Regions from separate parts of the Sus scrofa genome. Here region 2 is linked to region 1. A link is a contact called in public promoter capture Hi-C data. All regions are on one chromosome and are shown on one strand. Each heading gives the region's core, a stretch centred on a gene start, on an enhancer-like site or on the middle of the called end of the contact. The rest is flanking DNA. Distances are from core to core; before and after follow the strand shown.

Region 1 (6,163 bases), core at 3,395-5,894:
TGCCACCTTAGCTCCAGTGCCAACCTCCCTCATCCTCTATGCCATTCACGTGCGGCGCTAAGTGTGCTTAGGCCGTTCTGATTACGGAGGCCCCTGACCCATTCAAATTCTTAAACAAATGGCATTTTTTGCTGACTCCAAACATACCCACTATGTTAGTCAGGGTCTTGGCAGAAATAGATGACACACTCAATCTGGGTGTCTGGATAAGAGTTTAATAAAGGGCATATTTATAAAGATGAGGCAGGATTTCAGAAAGCCATCAAGGACTAGGGCAGTATCCCAGGGCTAACAACAGCTGGGTGCTGGTACCCTCACCCACCCTCCGTATCAAGGGGCAAGGGGAGAGTGGCTATGAGAGCTGGACACAGCAGCTACAGAGGGGGCTGCCTGGAGGAGCTGTGGCAAAGAGGATGTGGCAGGTACAAGCCAGGGGAGTAAAAGTTCCTGCCTGCTCCCCCCACCCCCCGATCTCCTCTGTATTATTTTGCTAGGGCTGCCCATAACCATGTACCACAAACTTGGGGGCTTAAACAATCCATTTTTTTGCTTCTGTTTTCTTTTCTTTCTTCTTTTTTTTTTTAGGGCCACGTGTGTGGCATACGGAGGCCCCAGGTTAGGGGTCAAATCAGAGCTATAGCTGCCGGCCTGCGCCACAGCCACAGCAATGTGGGATCTGAGCCTTGTCTGTGACCTACAGCACAGCTCATGGCAGTGCCGGATCCTTAACCCACTGAGCAAGGCCAGGGATTGAACTCACATCCTCCTGGATACTAGTCAGGCTTGTTAGCTGAGCCTCAGTGGGAACTCCCTGGTTTTGTTTTTTAATTGAAGTTCAGCAAAGACACCAGTCATACTGGATCAGGACCCACCCAATGATCTCATCGGAGCGAATTATACCTGGAGTGACTCTCTGAAGTACTGGGGCCTAAGTATTCAACGTAAAAATGGGGGGGGGGCACAATTTAACACGTAACATTCTCCCACTGGTGGAATACACGGAAACCAGAGCCTGAGGGAATCCACCGATGCAGGCTCTGAGTCAGCCTCGCAGGGCGCAGGGCAGAGCAGAGAAGGATGGAGAGTGGGTGTGGATGGGACAAACGGATGACAGCCAGGGTACTCACGTTCCGTGATTCCTCCCCCAGCCATGAGCAAGGCGCCAACTCTACTCTGAGGGACTCCAGACTAGGGACGAGAGCCAAACCACGGAATCTCTCCCCTTTATGCCCACTGCGCCATCACGTCCTGACCACTCTCGCTTCCCAAGTTCTGTCTCCTCCATCCCCACTGAGCTACGACGAGTCTCTACCTAACGTCTCTGCCTCCAACCTCTCTCCTTAAATCCAACCCAGTGCTGCCTCCAGACTGGTCTGTCTACTCCTCTCACACCTTGCTCACGCCCTGCCTCGAAATCTTTAGCCTTGACTCTCCAGAAACGGATGTCTTGCTCTTCCACTATTTCTAAGGATGAGGACTGAGCACGTTAACATAATGCCAAGCACAGGGAAGGATGCGGTGTTCAGTGACTTACTTGGATCACTGTTCCGACCTCTGAATACCACCTCTGTTTTAGCCCCTTCTGCCCTTTACTTCCCTAGATTCAGATCCCTCAAGTGGGAGTTCCCCCATCTAAGCAGCTCCTCAGCCGCTTAATTATCTATCTCTAAAGCCTTGTTCTCCTTCCCTCCAGCTTAAGAGGGAGCGATCTATCTTTTCTAGACGGAAAAGGCTTCCCGTGTTTTCTCCCCTTTCTTCCTGGGCAAGGTATCCAGACACCTGGTTCTACCAGCAGGCCCTTGCCCGTCCTCTTTCATCTCCCCTGGCTCTCTTGCCTTCTCCTTCAACCATGCGTAGGCATCTTGGGGCTGGCAGTCCAAGCTCCCATGCACTGCCCTCTTTCTCACTCCCAAATTTCTCACGCAAGTAGTCTGCTACTTGATCATCTGGCATCTTATTAGAATTCCTCCCACTTCAAGGTCCTTGCCAGTATAATCGCCACTGGCTTCTTTTATGCCTTTATTTTTAAATGTACAAATACCCTTATTTACCATATTGTTCTTTTTTGTTTTGTTTTTTGGCCACCCTGAAGCATATGGAGCTCCTGGGCCAGGGGATCAGATCCAAGCCACAGCTGAGGCAACAAAGGATCCTTTAACCCTCTGTGCCCGGCTGAGGACGGCACCTGCATCCTGGTGCTGCAGAGACACCTCTGATCCTGTTGTGCCACAGCAGCAACTCCTTTTTTTGGCCACCCTCTGACATGTGGAAGTTCCTGGGCCAGGGATCAAACCTGCACCACAGCAGTGACAATGCCCGATCCTTAACCTGCTGAGCCACCAGGGAAGTCCTACCCTATTGTTCTCTTCCTCTACAATTACACTTACTCCAGAAGCTGCAAATTGCTGGCCATGTCCCGCCCTCAGAAGTGTTTGGGTGTTCCCGTCGTGGCTCAGTGGTTAAAGAATCTGACTAGGAACCATGAGGTTGAGGGTTCGATCCCTGGCCTTGCTCAGTGGGTTAAGGATCCGGCATTGCCATGAGCTGTGGTGTAGGTCACAGATGTGGCTCGGATCCCACGTTGCTGTGGCTCTGGCGTAGGCCGGTGGCTACGGCTCCGATTCAACCCCTAGCCTGGGAACCTCCATATGCCGCAGAAGCAGCCCAAGAAATGGCAAAAAGACAAAAAAAAAAAAAAAAAGAAAGAAAAAAAAAAGAAATGTTTGCTTTGACCCTTCCCTCACTGATTCTACAAGGCCTGGCAAATAAAATCCAAACTCCTTAGCTTAACATTTAAGTCCCTGAGAATTCCCATTGTGGCTCAGCAGGTTAGGAACCCAACTAGCATCCATGAGGATGCGGGTTTGATCCCTGGCCTCGCTCAGTGGGTTAAGCATCTGGCGGTGCTACAAGCTGCGGTGTAGGTCACAGATGTGGCTGTGAGCTGGCATTGCAGTGGCTGTGGCACAGGCCAGCAGCTGTAGTTTTGATTCAACCCCTAACCTGGGAACTTCCATATGCTGCAGGTGCAGCCCTCAAAAGAAAAGAGGAAGAAAAAAAAAAAAAAAAGTAAGGCCCTGGCCAACCTGACTCCTGTGTTCTCTAGTGTCTACGAATCCCCATTTCCAGTCCTAGGACACTTAACTCCTTGTTTTCCAAGGTAATGGGAAATAGACAACATGAATGCTTCAAAATCAAAGATAATAACGATATTAAGTTTGGGTTAAGAGCCCCCAAATGATCTCTGTCATCATCAGAGTTGTGCTTAGGCTAATGATGGAAAAGGTGATTTTTCTAGCCTCTCTCTGGGACGGTGTAGCTTATGGTTAGATTGCTTGGGTTAGTCGGATACTTGGGCTCCACTACTTGCTGTTAGTGGCTGTTTGCCTTAGGGCAAGTTTCTAACCTCTTCCTGACCCCATTTCTTTTTTTGTAAAAAGGGGATGAAGTATCTCTCCGCCTTACTGGACGGAAGGTTGATGTAAACACAGCCGTCAGCAGAGGGCCCGTCAATGATAACCCTCATTATTTCTTACTGCTGTTGCTTCTAAGCCTATCACGCAATCCATTCAAGTCTGTATTGGAGCATCTGGACTCCCACCAACATGCGACCTCGGACACATCCCTTCCGGAGCCTCGAGGTCTTCATCACACATGGGTGTGTGGCTGGGAAGACCAGGGTGCACCATGCGCAGATTAGACTAGGGGGTCGCTAAAATCCCTGGCGCCTCTCAAGCCCCGTGGGGGGAAGGCACGGTTTCCCTCACAGAGCCGTCCAATCCTGAATCCTGATCCTTTTCCCTGACCTACGGAAATGGACCACTTTTTAAGCCTCATTTTCCTTGTTTGTAAAACGGTAACAAACAAAACAACTTTTTAAAACCAGAAACATGCACTACTTCCTTCCCAGCGGTCTCCCCGCCGGCACGAAGCAAACAGTGGACGCTCCGGCCGCCCTTCTGCATCTACACGTTCTCAGTCCACTCCTCGCTCCTCTCCGTGCCCTGCCCGCTCCCCTCTGCCCGCCGGCCGGCGGTGCGCTGCCTACAACCTCTAAGCAGCTCCAGGGCTCCAGGTCCTTCCGACGTCTGCACTTACGCATCCAGGAGGAGATCCGCAAGCCGGGTTTAAGCGCGAAGGGCGGGTGCGGGGAGGCGGAGGAATGAATGGAAGCGACTGCGGAACGCGGGGAGCCCAGCCCCGCCCCGCCCCGCCCCCCGACGCCGGGTCTCCCGACCCGCCTCCGCCTGTCTCTCACCCTTCAAATCCCGCTCCGCTCCGGGACTCCCGTGAGATCTCAACGTTCCCCCGGAAGGCCCGCCCCCTACGCCCCGGAGGCCAATGGGCGAGGGCGACGGTTGCGACGGTTGGGTTTTGAAGGAACCAATCAATGCTCGGAGCGGAGAGTTTAAGACGCCGAAGTCAGCGTTGCCGAGGCCGGTCCGGGATCGGAGCCTGTTCTGCGCGGACGGTGAGAGGCGGCTGCGTCGAGGGGGCAGGGGTAGGGTGGCGGCTGGGGTGCCGGGCCCGGAGAGGCTGCGGCAGGGCTGGCCCTGCGTGGTCGGCCGTCGCCGAGCACGGTCGCGTCTCCCTGGGGCTCGCGGGCGGCCGCCTCAAGCACCCCTCCCCTTCCAGCCGCTCCCATGGCCCAGTTCGTGTTCGAGAGCGACCTGCACTCCCTGCTGCAGCTGGATGCGCCCATCCCCAATGCACCTCCCGCGCGCTGGCAGCGCAAAGCGAAGGAAGCCGCGGGGCCGGCCCCCTCGCCCATGCGGGCCGCCAACCGATCCCACAGCGCCGGCAGGACCCCCGGCCGAACGCCGGGTGAGGCGGGGGCGGCGGGTCGAGGGCGGGAGAGGAAAGGGCTGAGAGCAGCTTCGTGCCTGCTCCCGCGGGAGCCCGGTCGGACCGTCTGGCTTCCCCCTTGCCGCCCCAGGCAAATCCAACTCCAAGATGCAGACCACTCCCAGCAAGCCTGGCGGCGATCGCTATATCCCCCACCGCAGTGCCTCCCAGATGGAGGTGGCCAGCTTCCTCCTGAGCAAGGAGAACCAGCCCGACAACAGCCAGACGCCCACCAAGAAGGTATGCGGCGGAGGGGCTTAAGGCGGGAAACGGCTCTGTGCCTCCTGGACGCGGCCGCCCTGCCTCAGCACCACCCTTCTGTGCCAGGAACATCAGAAGGCCTGGGCTCTGAACCTGAACGGTTTTGACGTGGAGGAAGCCAAGATCCTCCGGCTCAGTGGAAAACCACAGAACGCCCCAGAGGGTAAAGACCCGGAGCTCTCAGCTCTTGGAGGGAGGTGTCCAGTCCTTCCAACCCCAGGGCTCCGGGGAGCTGAGGTGGCTGGCCACCCTTCCCACCTGAGACAGAGGAGGGGAGAGGCTGCTCTGGCCCTCCTGGCCAGGGGCAGGGGGAGGTGTCTAGAGCCACTCTGTTGCCACAGGTTACCAGAACAGACTGAAAGTACTCTACAGCCAGAAGGCCACGCCCGGGTCCAGCAGGAAGACCTGCCGATACATCCCTTCCCTGCCGGACCGGATCCTGGATGCCCCTGAAATCCGCAACGACTACTGTGAGTGCAGCCTTCCCCTTGCTCGCTGGATAAGAAAGAGGGCCCTGGGACGCAGGCTCTTCCTTTCCCCCTCTGGCAGACCTGAACCTGGTGGACTGGAGCTCTGGGAACGTACTGGCTGTGGCCTTGGACAACAGCGTGTACTTGTGGAGTGCCAGCTCTGGTGACATCCTGCAGCTGCTGCAGATGGAGCAGCCTGGGGACTATGTGTCTTCTGTGGCCTGGATCAAAGAGGGCAACTACCTGGCTGTGGGCACCAGCAGTGCTGAGGTCCAGGTGAGATCTGTCCCCGTGCTGCAGCTCTGTTGACCCCCAGACCCAGCCGCTTGCCCACCAGTCCTAATCTCTGATCCTAATGGGGTCTCTCTGTAGCTCTGGGATGTGCAACAGCAGAAACGGCTTCGAAACATGACCAGTCATTCTGCCCGAGTGGGCTCCCTCTGTTGGAACAGCTACATCCTGTCCAGGTCAGTGGGGTTTTGCCAGTCTCTTGTGAAATCCGTCCACTATTTTGGCCCACTCTCGCCAAACTGGACGCCTCTGAACGGAAGCAGCTCTGGCCTGCTGGCAGTGTTGGGCCTGATTCC
Region 2 (6,745 bases), core at 1,510-4,009, 110 kb before region 1:
CTTGGGTGTCAGTATCATCTGAGGCAATTAGAGAACATCGGAATCCCATTTATAAGGCACATACCTTTTTATGTTCGTATGCCTTTAATGCCATAATTAAAATGCTGGAATGGGGACGAGCTGCAGTTGGGTGGAAACAAACCAGTTCCAAACACAGATGGGCAGAGCACAGTGCAATTCAGGCCAGACCCAGGCATGGCGGGTCTCGTGCCACCTTATAACCAGCCCCTGCTTAGAAGCGGCCCACACCATCAGGCAACCCACGGCCCTGCTCCCGGGCCATGAAAGCAGTCAGAGACCCATAGAAGGAGTGGGTCCCATTGGTGGGACCGACCCTCAGGCACCAGCAGCTGATGCGCAGAGCCATCGCCAAGGGTCTGGAGCGTCCCCAAGTGTGGATAACCCTCAGGGGCACTGCAGTGCTGCAAGCTGGGCAGGGGGCCAGGGTGGCTACAGGAGTGGTTGTCAGCTGGTGACATTGCTGAGCTCTCATCTGTGACTTGCCACCAGAGCACAGACCTTGAGGGGTCCTGTGAGGGCTGGGTCCCTCTCTCCATGCCAAGCAGACACCCCGAAAGGAAAATGTCAAGCCTAGGAGAAGAAGGAAAAGGGAAGAGAGTGCAGAGGGTGCGAGCACGAGCTTCAGCATGAGGCTGTTCGGGGCAGGCAGAAGGTCCTCTTTTGCTCCCCCCAGACTCCAGAGGCCACATGCCCCCCCCCCCCGCTGCTGGGCCAGGGCTGAAGGGAGCAGAGACCCAAGCAGGGCCTCTTCCCAACCCTGCCACTCCCTGATGGCCGGCAGAGGCAGCCACCAACAGGGAGACCTCCCCGAGAGTCAGTGTGCTGCAGAGCCCTGTGGGTGCAGAGATGTGCCACAGGCAACTGCAGGGGCAAGAAGGGTCGGGAGGCAGGGCCCTGGGTCCCCACCCTCAAACAGGGTGCCCCTTTGTTTATTAAAGTGGGCTCTTGTAAGGTGGTTTTTGGAAGACTTAAAAAAAGAAAAACTTTCAAAGCCACTGTCCTGGATGGTAAAAATTGTTTCCTTAATTCTTTGATCTCAAGGGCCAGGCGAGGTGTCAGGGCAGGTGCAAAGAGCGCAGCCCTATCTCCCTACAGACCTGGTTTATCCTCCTGTCAGCCTGTGAAAGGGGAAGTAACAACTTCAGCAAGTTCCTGGGAGGATGGAAGGAGATAAGCAATGCAAGGCATCCGGCACCGGCCCTGTACAGAATAGATGCTCCAAAGAAATACTGTTTCCCTTCCCTTCTTCCAAGCTAAGGATTAATTCAAGAACCAAGGCAAGGAGTTCCCATTGCGGCACAGGGGTAATGAACCCGACTAGTATCCATGACGATGCAGGTTCAGTCTCTGGCCTCACCCCGTGGGTTAAGAATCCGTTTTTGCCATGAGCTGCAGCATAGGTCGCAGACGCAGCCCAGATTCCACGTTGCCGTGGCTGTGATATAGGCTGGCAGCTGTAGCTCTGATTCGATCCCCTAGCCTGGGAACTTCCGTACGCTACAGGTGCGGCTCTAAAAAGCAAAAAAACAAAAAGAACCAAGGGGAAATCCAGAGTAGGACAGCCTGGAAGGCCATCACAGCACAAGCCAGGGGTGTCCGCGGGCTGGGGACATGGGCATGGGGCCTGTATAGCTGATTCTGGACCCCCGGGCTGGTGGCCCGAGGCACCTGCTGCCTTGATATGCATTTGTGAGGAGCTGCATCTTCAGGTGCCAAGGCCCTGACTCTTAAGTCTCCAAAGGCCAAGAGAGGCTGGGGCAGACATGGCACCCGAGAGAAACTCATTAGAACACACAGAAAATAAGGTCACCGTCTCATTTGTATGCTCAGACAGGAGCGCTGGGCCTCCTCAGTCCTTCTCCAGCAAGCTTGCAGATAGGAAAATAAGAGCTGCCATGGAATGCAGACATCTAGGACACATACCTTCTTTGTTCAGGACATGTATTTTTCAGGCTTCTTCCATGCCAAGCTCTGAGCCTCCAAGGTGAATGTGGTTGCGCCTAGAGAGGCGGGCCTCGGTTAGAGGAGTGGCATTTGAGCCGGGCCTTAAAAGGTGGGTAGGAGGGCTGGGCGCCAGATGAGGAAGAGCCTTCAGACGGAGGGCACAACCGGAGAAGAGTCAGAGAAAAGAGAAGCCTGTGGTGTGTTCGAGGGCCCAGGAATCCACCAACCTAACTTTCCTGCAGAGCATGGGGTGGGGACGAAGGGCCCTCTGGACGGGCGGTTAGCTTGGGGTCATGTTGAAAGCGCTTTCTGTGTTGCACCAAGAAGCGTGCAGTTTCTCTTACAAACGGGTGCCACCCAAGGTTTCTTAAGTAGGTAGGGATGTTAGCTGCGCTGGAAAGGTTACCTGGATGGGCAAGGTGGAAAGGCCGGGAGGGAAGGCAGGTGGCAGGAAAGCCCTTCAGAATATGAGTCCCATGTTAAAGGGAGATGACAGGCCTTGGAAGGGAAAGTCGGGATGTCCACAGGCATTTCAGCATCGAGACGACGAGTGGGAGCCTCGGCTTGGATGGGAAAGAAAGGTGGAAGGGGGGCAGGAAGTGGTTCATCTGCGCAGTTAGGCAGGTAACGATCCCACCAACTGTGGGCTCCACAAAGATGCCCCTGATGTGGGGCTCCCAAGTTGTGGAAATAAATCTGGGGCCCCTCTCTTGCCGCACGAACAGTCCCTGCCAGGTTCTTAAAGGTGTCAATTCAAGGCAGGCCAGTAGGGGGTGCTATAGGCATTTCCTCGCTGTGCCCTCCTCCCTCCCAGAATGAAGTTCTGTCCGTGGGTGCCTGCCTGGGGCTTGCTGGCATTGCCCTTGACCAAAGGCAGTCTTGGACAGCTTGGCATGGCCTCTGTGCTCAGCAGGCTTTCTATAAAGCCTGACCTTGGCATCCTCGAGCCAGGCTCTCTCACTTACCCCAAGACCTGCCATTTGAGGAACCCAGGTCACAGCCCCCCTGCCACGGAGGAGCTGGGTGGGGGCCTGGAGGGTTGGAGGGGCGTTCGTAGGCCATGCTGACCAAGGACGGATCAGGAACAGAAAGCTTAGCACACTCGTTGCGTTCACTGAGCTTCACCTGACTACCCAAGGCACGTGCGCAGAGTTGGCCTCAGTGTGACCTCTGAAGCGCCCCAGAAAGCACTCTTAAGGGAGCCCCACCTGTACTTTTCAGGGGCTTCGGGGCCCTCATACTATGTGAGGTGTTGGGATGGAGGCGGCGTAAGGGGTGAGAGGCGAGAGCCTGGGGGTCAGCAGGCCGGGATCCCAGCTGTCCCTCCCCCCGTGGCCATGGTTTCCTCCTATGAAACTGAACCTAGTAAGCCCTTCTGCATAAGGTGGCGGTAGGGATGAAACGAGGTCACACATGCAAAATATTTGATGCAGGGCAGGAATCTCGCCAATCCTGGCGGTTATCGTCTCGTTATCATCACCATCCAGCCTTTGGCGCCTTGCTCCCTCCTGGCTCTGGGCCTGGAACCCTGTCCCCGTGCCCTGCCTCCACGGGGAGCCCTCCTCACCCTGGCCGGCACCCCCCTTCACACTCCCGTGGCCTCTCCCTGCCCTGGATCCAAGCTCGCCCTCCCATGTCTGGCACAGTAGGTGCCTGCTAGGCGTTCAGGGTCTGGCTCTCGGGTGATTTTTATGAACGAGCGAATGAACAGAACAGAGGAATCGGGCTGCATTGAGTCCTGGGCCTCAATCACACTCTCAGGCAGGTGAGGCGTGTTCCGGAGACCCGTTGAGGAGGCCAGCTTCACGGAGGTGCCCAGGGCTGCCGGTGGGGTCGGAAACAGGCATTCATATCAATGGCACCAGGAGCCAGAAGCCCCAGTCGTGGTGGCAGGGGCTCCCCTTGAGGCCACTACAGTCATGAAGGGGAGCGATGCTGGGAGCTGGTGAGGGCCAACGAGATTCAGTCCAGACCCAAAGTCCACAGGGTTGAGTGACGGAATGACCGACTGACCAGGAGGAAGCGTCTGAAGTGTTTCTGGAGAGAACTGGCTTTTTCAGTCACTCGTCTTATACGGATTACTGTCACTTTAGTGAATCAGGCAGGGAGTGAGGCAAAGTGACGCCAGCTCGGAGGAGTCGAGGGGGCCCCTGGTGAGCCCGTGGGCCCAGGGGGTCCCCGCAGCCCTCCCAAGACCTCCTGTCTGGTCTTCCCTGCTCAGCCCTTGGCCCCTGGTTGCTCATGTCCTCTTACTCAGCCTGGAATCCATGGCTTTCCTCATTCATTTGCTTTTCCCTTCCACAAATATTTACTGAGCCCTTCTTACAGGCCAGGCCGAGTCCAAGGTCTTAGAACGCAATGAATACGTATTTCACGGATCGAGTCGCGAAACAAAGTCAGAGAAGGTCAGGTGGGAGGAAACGGAGCCTGCGCACAGGAAATGTGGGAATTGCATCCCCAAGGCCTAGGTTGGTCACTAGGGTCAAAAATCAGGAGGAAAAGGTGACTTTATAGAAAAGTAGGTACAAAGCCTAGCCGGCGAACGAGCGGTTGGCAATAATTGGGCATTGCATCCAAGAGGGAACCACGTTTGTAAATGCAGGATGGGGAGGCTAAATGATAGACTGAAAATCGGAAGGTATGTCTGACCTGCTCAGATAAAGAGGCTCCAGGGGCAGGACTGTCGGGGTGTCCCCGTGCGTGTTCCCTAACAGAGGAGGCTTGTCGGTCTCGCTGACAGCAGGGCTCGGGATCCGCCTGTCCTCCGGCCCAGACTCCACCCCCGGGACTGCAGAGAGAGGCCCGCGTGGAAGCCCTGCTTGTTTCTGGCACAGGCCGGTCTTTGGTAGATGTAGCCCATGTCTGCCTCTGTCGCTGCTCCGACGCCCAGGGGCCCGGCTCCCGCCCCTGGCAGGGGCCTGCCACTCAGTGTCTCCTGGGAGCCGGTAGAAATTCAGCATCTCAGGAGCGGCTCCAGACCCACCGAGTCAGAAGTCACCTTGAACAGGCCCCTCGGGTGACTCATGTGCGCCGTTGTGTGAGAGCTGCTGGGGTGGACGCGCTGAGTTCTGAGGCCGTGGGCTCCAAGAACAGAGTGGCCTCTGGCGACAGGAGCGCCTCTGTGGGGCCTCCCTCGGGGCCTTGGGCTGAGTGTGAAAAGGCCAGCGAGGCAAGAGAGAAGAAACTGCTTGGTCCAGGGGCACAGAGCCCCTCCCCCTGGCGGGCAGCAGGCCCTGCCCCGCCCTCCTCTCTCTCTTCTCACCTCTCCTTGGTGGTCCAGAGCTGCCGCAGGCCACCCCACACACCAGCCAGGTCCTTTTGTGCCTTTCTCCCGCTGTTCCAGTCATCCGGGACCCCCTCCACCCTCTCCTTGGTACCTCCGTCAAGCCTCCGCCCGGAGGTCCGTCCCTAGGAATCCGTGCTGGTCACTTGCACAGGGCTAAGTGCCTCTCCTCCGTGCCCCACGCCCCCATCCCGGCAAGGTCGCCCCCTCCCTAAACGGTGCCCAGATCCCTCACTACAACCGCAGCTGCTCGGGAGCAGAGGCCACGTCTTCCTTTCGATAAATAGAGCTCGGGTCCAGGGCAGTGCCTGGCCCATGATAAGCCCTCAGTAAATGTTGGACGGATGGATATTTGCCGAACACTAACGAGAGAAGTGAACTTCCGATGGATGCAGTTAGTGTTAATTGTGCCTTTATTTCTCTGTGTTCCTCACTAAAAAGTGTGCTGCTGAGAGCGGAAGCCATGTCTTACTTCTGCCTGCATCCCAGAGAGGTCGCAGATACCATACAATATCATAAATATATATATAGTTCAGCAAATGAATGGGGGGAAGTGAATAAAGTATAGCACAGTACTTACGAGCTCAGAGCTTTGGAGCAAAACTGGGTCCGAACACTGGCTGTCACTTGCTAGCTGTGTAATTTGGGTAAGTGACATAACTTCTCTGTGCCTCAGTTTTCTCTTCTGTAATAGAATCTACCCATTGTGTTATTATGATGCCTCCGTGCTTTAGGTTCATAAAAAGTGCTTAGACTAGCATTATTGTTCCTGCTCATAGAAAGAGCCTGGATGGATGGGAGTGGTGCACGCTGTCTGTATCTTACCTTGCCAGAGTCTACCTGGAGGGAGGTCAGCTGGTACCTCGAGAGGCTGACCCATGAGCCAGGGGAAGGACTCAGGCCACAAGGGAGAAACCAAAGACTCAGTGTGGGTCCCAGACCAACCCTGACGGTTCTCCACACCCTCTTCCCCAGGCCAGGGCAGGTCCTGTGCCCACTCATCCCTCGTCCATCTGCCCTCACTCTCTCCCCCTCCCTTTCTTCAGGAAAATGTCTTGCTGATCAAGGAGATTAATGAGCTCCGCCGAGAGCTGAAGCTCACCCGCTCCCAAGTCTACGACCTTGAAGCAGCTCTGAAACTGACCAAGAAAACCCAACCTCAGGATGTGACAGAGAAAGGTAATTCCCCTCGTGGCCCGGAAAGATGGGCATCGGGTCCAGGGACCAGTGGCAGTCACGAGCAGGTCTCTCTTTGGCTTCCAAAGCTGCCTCTCCTGAGTTTCCTCCTGTGATGGGTCACATCCACCCCCTGGCCTCCTGGGCACCTCTCCATGCCACTCACCTGCTCGCCAAAGGATGTGTGAGGGCCCCAACACATTCAAACCCTTGCAAATCCAAAATCCTTGGCGTTAGCTCGAGTTTCAGAATTCAGAATCTTTCCGATCTTAGGAAGAACACACTATACACACTACACACTATATAACATCCCTAGAAATC

The links. Promoter capture Hi-C pulls out the DNA fragments that hold promoters and counts their contacts.
Region 2: a contact with region 1 is called in a promoter capture Hi-C map of liver, with 4 times the contacts expected there. The contact joins the enhancer-like site here to the promoter of CDC20 in region 1. A contact is called at or near these places in 2 of 5 promoter capture datasets (liver and skeletal muscle), 3 of 47 Hi-C or Micro-C datasets (fetal liver, liver and undifferentiated spermatogonia) and 2 of 2 datasets of contacts at active chromatin or transcription factors (alveolar macrophages and skeletal muscle).

What each region holds. Positions count from the first base shown.
Region 1 is chr6:167,888,764-167,894,926 of Sscrofa11.1, reverse strand. CDC20 (cell division cycle 20) reads left to right here and starts at 4,644. Exons shown (of 10, transcript NM_001123094.1): 1 at 4,644-4,824; 2 at 4,937-5,085; 3 at 5,173-5,269; 4 at 5,448-5,576; 5 at 5,656-5,852; 6 at 5,949-6,043. The coding sequence starts at 4,644. It overlaps LOC102158889 (a long non-coding RNA gene), which reads right to left and starts at 4,250. Exons shown (of 3, transcript XR_002345238.1): 1 at 4,099-4,250.
Region 2 is chr6:167,993,580-168,000,324 of Sscrofa11.1, reverse strand. No RefSeq gene overlaps it. Among named protein-coding and RNA genes, the nearest start is that of TMEM125, 19 kb to the right of the region's middle. Within about 2 kb of position 2,759, at least 15 of the 83 cell types and tissues checked have an H3K27ac peak or open chromatin away from gene starts, as enhancers often do. A contact at or near this core is called in fetal liver and liver, where this site is marked.